2 separate regions of the Gadus morhua genome follow, and region 1 is linked to region 2. Evidence: chromatin contacts called from public Hi-C data. All regions are on one chromosome and are shown on one strand. The core of a region is the stretch at or near the end of the contact, and the rest is flanking DNA. Distances in the headings are between cores, read along the strand shown.

Evidence for each region. A called contact is a pair of places that touch in the nucleus more often than the background predicts.
Region 1: a Hi-C map of gill shows a contact between it and region 2, with 3 times the contacts expected there. The contact joins the promoter of LOC115553604 here to the promoter of LOC115553855 in region 2. A contact is called at or near these places in 3 of 6 Hi-C or Micro-C datasets (blood, gill and heart).

Annotation. Positions count from the first base shown.
Region 1 is chr11:18,364,643-18,368,014 of gadMor3.0, reverse strand. LOC115553604 (trafficking kinesin-binding protein 1) reads right to left here and starts at 1,325. Exons shown (of 16, transcript XM_030369995.1): 1 at 1,121-1,325.
Region 2 is chr11:18,186,714-18,190,549 of gadMor3.0, reverse strand. LOC115553855 (pituitary tumor-transforming gene 1 protein-interacting protein) reads right to left here and starts at 2,166. Exons shown (of 7, transcript XM_030370378.1): 1 at 2,153-2,166; 2 at 1,819-1,864; 3 at 1,595-1,703; 4 at 539-647. The coding sequence starts at 2,166.

The sequences.
Region 1 (3,372 bases), core at 76-2,575, 180 kb before region 2:
CCCCAAGCACACACGCACACACACACACACACACACGCACACGCACACACACACACACACACACACACACACACACACACACACACAGTGTGTTGCATTTATTAGAACTCTTCTCTCCCAACTGTACTACTGACCCAATTCTTTATTTTACCACTGAATGGTAGAACCACAGAAAATTTTCCCCTAACCCCCTATCATCATTAATCTCAGAATTAATCCATTATACTTTTCAGAACGCACAAACACATATGCACTCGCAAAGACAAAGATGAGAGAGTCTAAAGAATATAGTATTGTAGCGAGCGGTCAGGGAATTGATCGCCACAGTATAAATTAAACTTTACTGTTGTAGGAACAAATAGATACCAGCAGATGGCCCTAATTACTTAATAACATATCAGTAACTTATGTTACGCTATCCATGTCTTGTCAAATAAGCCTTCATTACAGGAATACCCAGAATATACGCTGACCATCTAAAAGTGTTGTACATTTACGAATTATAATATACTAAACCACAATTGAGAGTTTAAAGGCACCCTTATAATAAAAATAACAATAAACAAAACAATAATTTAAGGCCATCTCCAGCCAAATCTTGAGGTAGAGGGAATTACATTTGAGAAAAAAGGAGAAAAAAGAGAACCCTAGGAAGACTTGTATCCTATGTGCATTGAAAACAAAATGTACATTTGTATCCAATGTGGATGATGTGGGATGTTCCCAAGAGTTCTGCCAAGAACTCTCGGGGGAGGAAGTAAATATAAATGGGGTCACAGGGAAAGGTCAGTTTCTCACAACACACACACACACACACACACACACACACACACACACACACACACACACACACACAAACACACACACATGCGTGTGTGGTTTGGGGGTGTGTGTCTACTGTCCACACAACAGTCGTATACTGTGTCTGGGAAAGGAATATGTCTCGGCACATTCCATGCAATAACATTAGGAATAACACCCCCCTAATTTTAATGTTGTTCAACGCACCAATCAACTTAACGCAATTAATTAATTGATTCACTGACAACCTCGCCCGAATATCAGAACCGTAATACATAAGCTGGGTGTCGGTGAACAAGGAGACAGTGTTTGACCTTACCTGTAATCGTTTCAGCGTCTCTGTACTGGGCTGTGCACTCCGGGGGCGTGGCCTCAGCGACATACTGCTCTTCGCAGCTGGCCGTGCTGAGCCCTGGACTAGAGAGCCAGAGCCTGTGTTTGCAGAACCGCTCAGGGGGCGGGGTCGATGAGCCAGACCAGGTGGGTTGAGGCGGAGCGTGCAGGTCCAGCTTGGCACCGATTGGTCACTGATCGACAGCAGGACTAGCCATTTATGAAAGTCAGAGGGTCAGTGAGTGTTTCCCGTTATATCCTTCTTGGAACAAGAAGCTGTTCCAGAAGTCACTCGTCCAGAAGTCACACATCTGAAAAGAGGAAAAGAAGTCTAGTGAATGATCAGTCACTTGTTAAACACTAACACGTGTCATGTCCTACTGTATGGTTTGATCCATGCCCACATGACAAGCTGTGGTCAACAAACTACAAACTGCGGGTCGTAGGGGGACACAGTGGGTCACTCACGGGATCATGGCCACAATACACTTCAATTGCATATTTGAAGGCTGAAAAGGGGAATACTGTAACCATGAACAGCACCTCTAGAAAAACAATAATATTTTTTGACATTGTAAGGAGATGTAATGCTTATTAGGCATCAAATATTTAGTTGGTCGTGGGCCAAAAGTAGTGTCAGCCCCCCAAAGCTTATGATTAGATGAAACAGTAAAACCTTTACCTTTAACCATTGCATTATAGCAGCCGGTACCAAATCATTCTTGAGACATTATACACCAGTGCCATGTAGACTAGGGTTTACTACACCATTTTACAACACCACCACCATCGCCAACAAACACAATTATTACAATGCTCTCACAAGTACAGGATGGGATAGGTGAGCAAATGTGTTTTGATAATTTACCGAGGACTTTTTGAAAAATGAATATGAATATGCTTCCTGTAACGTTGGTCATTATAGAGTTTGCTATTATCTAACTCAGTGGTTTTGAACCTTTGACATGAGGTGGACCATTATATTGTCATCTAGACCTTTAATGGACCACCTCAAACAGTAAAAATAGATAAATACACATACAGTGACTGAGCAAAGAGTGACAGTCCCCAAGACTTGCTAGAAGACAAAATGAGTGGAAAATGCTGTTTATGGTCCAAGTGTGTTTATTTAGCAAACACAAAGCAACACAAAACAGAAATCAAAAACATACCAGTGGAAAATTTAGGACGGAAACCACAAGGCAGGTACCACCTACAGTACCCTCATGCAAGTTGAAAAACCCTGATCCAACGATCCATTGTGTTTATCAAAAAATAAGTGCATTCAATGTCAAGGAAGGGCTTCCTGGCATTCTGTGTGTGTGTGTGTGTGTGTGTGTGTGTGTGTGTGTGTGTGTGTGTGTGTGTGTGTGTGTGTGTGTGTGTGTGTGTGTGTGTGTGTGTGTGTGTGTGTGTGTGTGTGTGTGTGTGCGTGCGTGTGTGCGTGCGTGCGAGTGAGAGAGGCTAATGGAGTATTTGTTGGTATGTTGAGTGAGTTATTTCAGAGTGACTGAATATGACCACAACATGTTGTCATATTGTATACAGAGACAAAACCAAGAATGTTTTAAAACCAGTGTTATCCAAGACAGTCTCTCACGACCATAGGAGTTAGCACACTGTAAAGTATGTCTAAAACAGTTGTTGTTACTGGGAATAACAGAAACAATTAAGAACAAAACGCAAAGGCATTCATTACCAGCATTTCCTTCACACCAAGAACAATCTAGCCCAAAATCTAACTTTGGCAGGTTCTATGAGGTTTTATGAGGTTAACATTATCTCGAATAGTCTTTCACTTTCAGGAATCTGAACTTTGAACACAATAATTGGTTTAGATTAATCAGTGTGTTGTACCTTTCCTTACCCTAGTTTCGTGGAAATAGTAATCGTACTGAATTCCTTGTTGTGTAGATACCTATAACTGCCTTGCAGCCTTGCTTGCAGCCTTGCAGACATGACAACTTCACCCGTAAGATATAACAAATTAATTTGGTGTCTCTTGCCATGGCTGACTTCAGCCATGGCCAATCCTAAAATCTCCACGATGGTCACTTCCCCTCAATTTGGTTCCTTTGTTTATACTGCCGATGATGTGAAAGTTTCCGCTAAGAGTCATGTACACCCATTGTAACATTGGCTATATGCTTGTTAAATCGCTGCCTGTATCTTCCCATTATCATGCTTTTATATTAGTACCAAGTAGAGGAAGGTCAGACAAAATGTATTAATGTACAA
Region 2 (3,836 bases), core at 917-3,416:
CCCTAAGAGGAAAGTGGATGTATGGCTTTCAGACCACAAATGAAACATATTTTACACTTCAAATAAAGTCAGGAAAAAGTTCACATAAAAAAGAATTGCTGTGCTTTATCAAAAAAAGCTCTTGGCCTTTTCAAATGGATAATCATACTTGCCAGAGTGACATTTGGGTGTCAAGCCAGAATGCAGTTGATTGACTTTGTGAATCCCCCACGTATTTATTTATATACTTTTGACATCTGACTGACGCCTTGGTTTCTGCATAATAAGAGCATCACACAAATCCCCAGACACATGACAATTGTATCTTGTGTTGAAGCTAGTCTAGGGTCTGAGCAATCTCTTCTCCAGAGAAGGAGTTTGATGATACACTTCAGTACACTGGATACTGTATTTTGATGCTTTGTATTAATAAGCATTTCCCTGGTGGTTCCATTTTACGGTTTGCTTCAAAGCGCTATAAAAGGGCAATTTAACCATCAATTGTTTTCCTTTGGGTAACAGCAGCAGCCTGTTTATGTCACCTTTTGTTTAGTCTTACCCTGAACGACATCTCCTACAGCAGCAGCACCAACAGCAGCATACAGAAATGGCGATTAGGATGCTCCCTGCCAGCATTGCCATGGTGATAATCAGGACCTCAAAGTTCACTGTGACAGAAAAAAACAAAAAAGACGCATAGTGAACATCTGCCCTCGTCATCTGGAACCCAATAATGTCAAGGAAATATTTTGACAATTGCTAGAAAACATACTGAGTGCATAATGTGACAGGTTGTGTTTCACACATGAGGCAGAAAACGAAACCTTCTTATTAACTCCTATTAATGAAATATAAAAAAATGCTGAAGAATAAAATTATGGGTTGCCTCAAAAATAGCTCTGGCGAACCACAAAAGCAAGTTGCAGTTGACCGATGAAGCAATGCTGCCACCCAGTGTCAATGTAGCGCAACTACACCTATTGCATTTGTGAAAATGAAACTAAACGAAACTTAAGACACCAGACTGCTCTAGCACATATTTGCATGTTGGAAAGTTGGGGTTATTTTTGGACAATCCACCAAACAAACACCTTTAACTTTTGTTTGATATTACTTGTGCCTAGAGACAGGAATCGAGTCTTATAAACCTATGCTTCGATTAAAGTAAGAACACAAAAGGAGAAAATACCATATATAACTCTCATGTTAACACAAAAAAGTGTGTGTGCGTGCGCGTGTGTGTGTGTGTGTGTGTGTGTGTGTGTGTGTGTGTGTGTGTGTGTGTGTGTGTGTGTGTGTGTGTGTGTGTGGTGTGTGTGTGCGCGCGCGCGCGTCCCAGCACATGAAAAAGCTTTAAATAAGAAGACGAGAGCAAAGTACGTTTCTCTCGTGTTAACACAAAAACACATTTCAGCAAACCCGAAGAAGTGATGTTTGGGAAGCTCCTCCCCAAATAATGTCATGATGAAACTAACATAAATGGATAAATGCATAGTGAACATTTGTCTCTATTTGACTGCAACATGTCCCAGTTAAAAAAAAACTCTTGAGGTGATACACATGTTTACTGGTGCATGTGCTTGTGCGTGTGCGTCCCAGTAGACGCAGCACCCACCCCAGCAGACTCCCCAGCGCGCGTCGGACAGCTTGCATTCCGCTGAGGAAGGGAGCAGGTGGCTCACGGGGTAATCCGTACAGGTGTCGTTGGTGTAACACCATAAACACTACGCAGAAAGCAAAAACATGTCAATAACCAAAGTGATTTTGATAGTGATCTTCGTTATGATCTCCACACACAGCCACACAATGTAATGAACCAGAAGGTCCTCTGGGCCTTACCTTGGATGACTGGAGACAGGAGTTGCATGTTGTGGATGCAGAACAGCTGGGAAAATGAAACGAAATTTAGAGACTTACTGAGGCTGACCTTTGTGCCAAATGATGACTACTTCTACTTTCCCCAGTTGGATTTGATGGCTGATCGCAGTGTGACGCATTTTAAAGACAGTATGCCTTGCAACAAGTGCTACAGAAATGCAAGGACTGCATGTGGAAAACAAAGCTTATAAAGTAGTAGTGTTAGAATTGTGAATATTAGTAGTATGACTAGTGTAGTAGTACTAGTACAAGTATAAAAGTTGGTGCTTACGCTTCGCTGGAGGTGTGACGTTACCGTCCGTTTGGCATTCCGTCTGGCCGATGAAAACGAACAAAACTACTGTGAAGAACACCGACATGGCGACACAATTTTTGTGTGAATGATTCATATTCGTCATTCAATCGAGCAGGGTAAACGTTAAATAACAGTGGTCATCAAATCGGTCTAATCCAGGGGTTCTCGTTCTCGCCCTTCTGATCCTGTGGTGTTATCGCTGATGAACTGGTACTTCCTGGATGTGTTGAGGTGGGCGTGTCAGTCACGTGCCAAGCCTGGCGGGGGGAGCTTGCCTTCAGCCTTCATGGTAGCAATGGAGAGAGGACCGTGAATTTTGGCGTTATCCCGGTCTACCGCAACGATATTTCCCGTCTCTTATTTCGTACGTAAATAAACAGTCCCGGATGAGAATAAAATGACCATTACAAAAAACTACAATGACAAGAAGAATAGGTATTAATTCTAACCCTTGATTGAAAATGTGAAAAGCAATATCCGACACATTTATCTATCGAAAGTCCCGACCCTCTCTCTCCATCTCTCACCGCTAAACGTATGTAACGAAAGATCCTTCCTCCCTCTAGCGCTGATTTGGAGCGACCCGTTCCAGTCATTAACAGGTTTTGTTATTCTTGATCAATAGTAGCCGCTCATTATGTTTAATATACTACCTATCTTTAAGATTCGATCCAACAGGTAACCAGTAGCCTATCTACCGATTTGCAATCTATCTGATCGTGGTAAATACTACATACATTTTTATTTGTGATATATTTCCATGCATACTGGTCTTGGATCACATCAAAGCATTATTGCCAATTCCATTAACCTACATTTCGTAACGAGAAAGGAAAGACAAGTTGCAATGTCTCTATGTCGTGAGGCAACCAGTAACTAATCGTTATGCGGTTCTTTTCCTTGTGATTATTTAGTAGAACGAGTTTCAGGAAAATTTAAATTAATGTATAGAAGTTTTGGGAGGGCACTGATCAATTACATTAAGCTCCACTGGTTCTGATTAGAAGTTTGGCTGATCAGTTAGTAAATAAATATTAATGTATATGAATGCCATATAAATTGTCCCATCTGTCGTTTAGACGCATATTTTTGGAATATACAAAGTTTAGTTTCGTTGTTTTGGCCATACTGGACTGGAGTACATTCGCCACTAGGTGGCGGTAGGATTCTAGGCAAGGATGCAAACGGTCGGTCAGAACATAGAGGTAGGAGGGCGCCAAAAACGAGGAACCGCATGGCAAAGTGTATACAGAATGAATTGGCATGTTTTTTAATGGAGTGTAGGCCTACTTTACTTCTCCTAGCCATTTTTTCTGACATGCATTACATGTGTACATTTGTGACATGATGCTGCAAATACATTTTCCCTTTATGTCCCAATTTTTTTAGACACTAGGCCTATACAAAATGCGTTTAAGAAGAATTCACGCTCTTTGTTTCAACATAGTTTGCCCAACAATGTCTTTCATATCGAGTGTCAATCTGTGCACTAATTTTTCTAAATATATAAGATATCTCTTTGAGTAAAATATTTAATTTGCGCTTGCATCTGTCATGCATCACAATTAAAGGGAACCAACTGAATGGTTGAACCTTCTGAATCCCGTCTCATGTGTTGGACATATGCTTCACCTGGCCGCTGTTTCCCCTCAGAGAACTAAAACGGCAATAGCAGCTGTCCTAT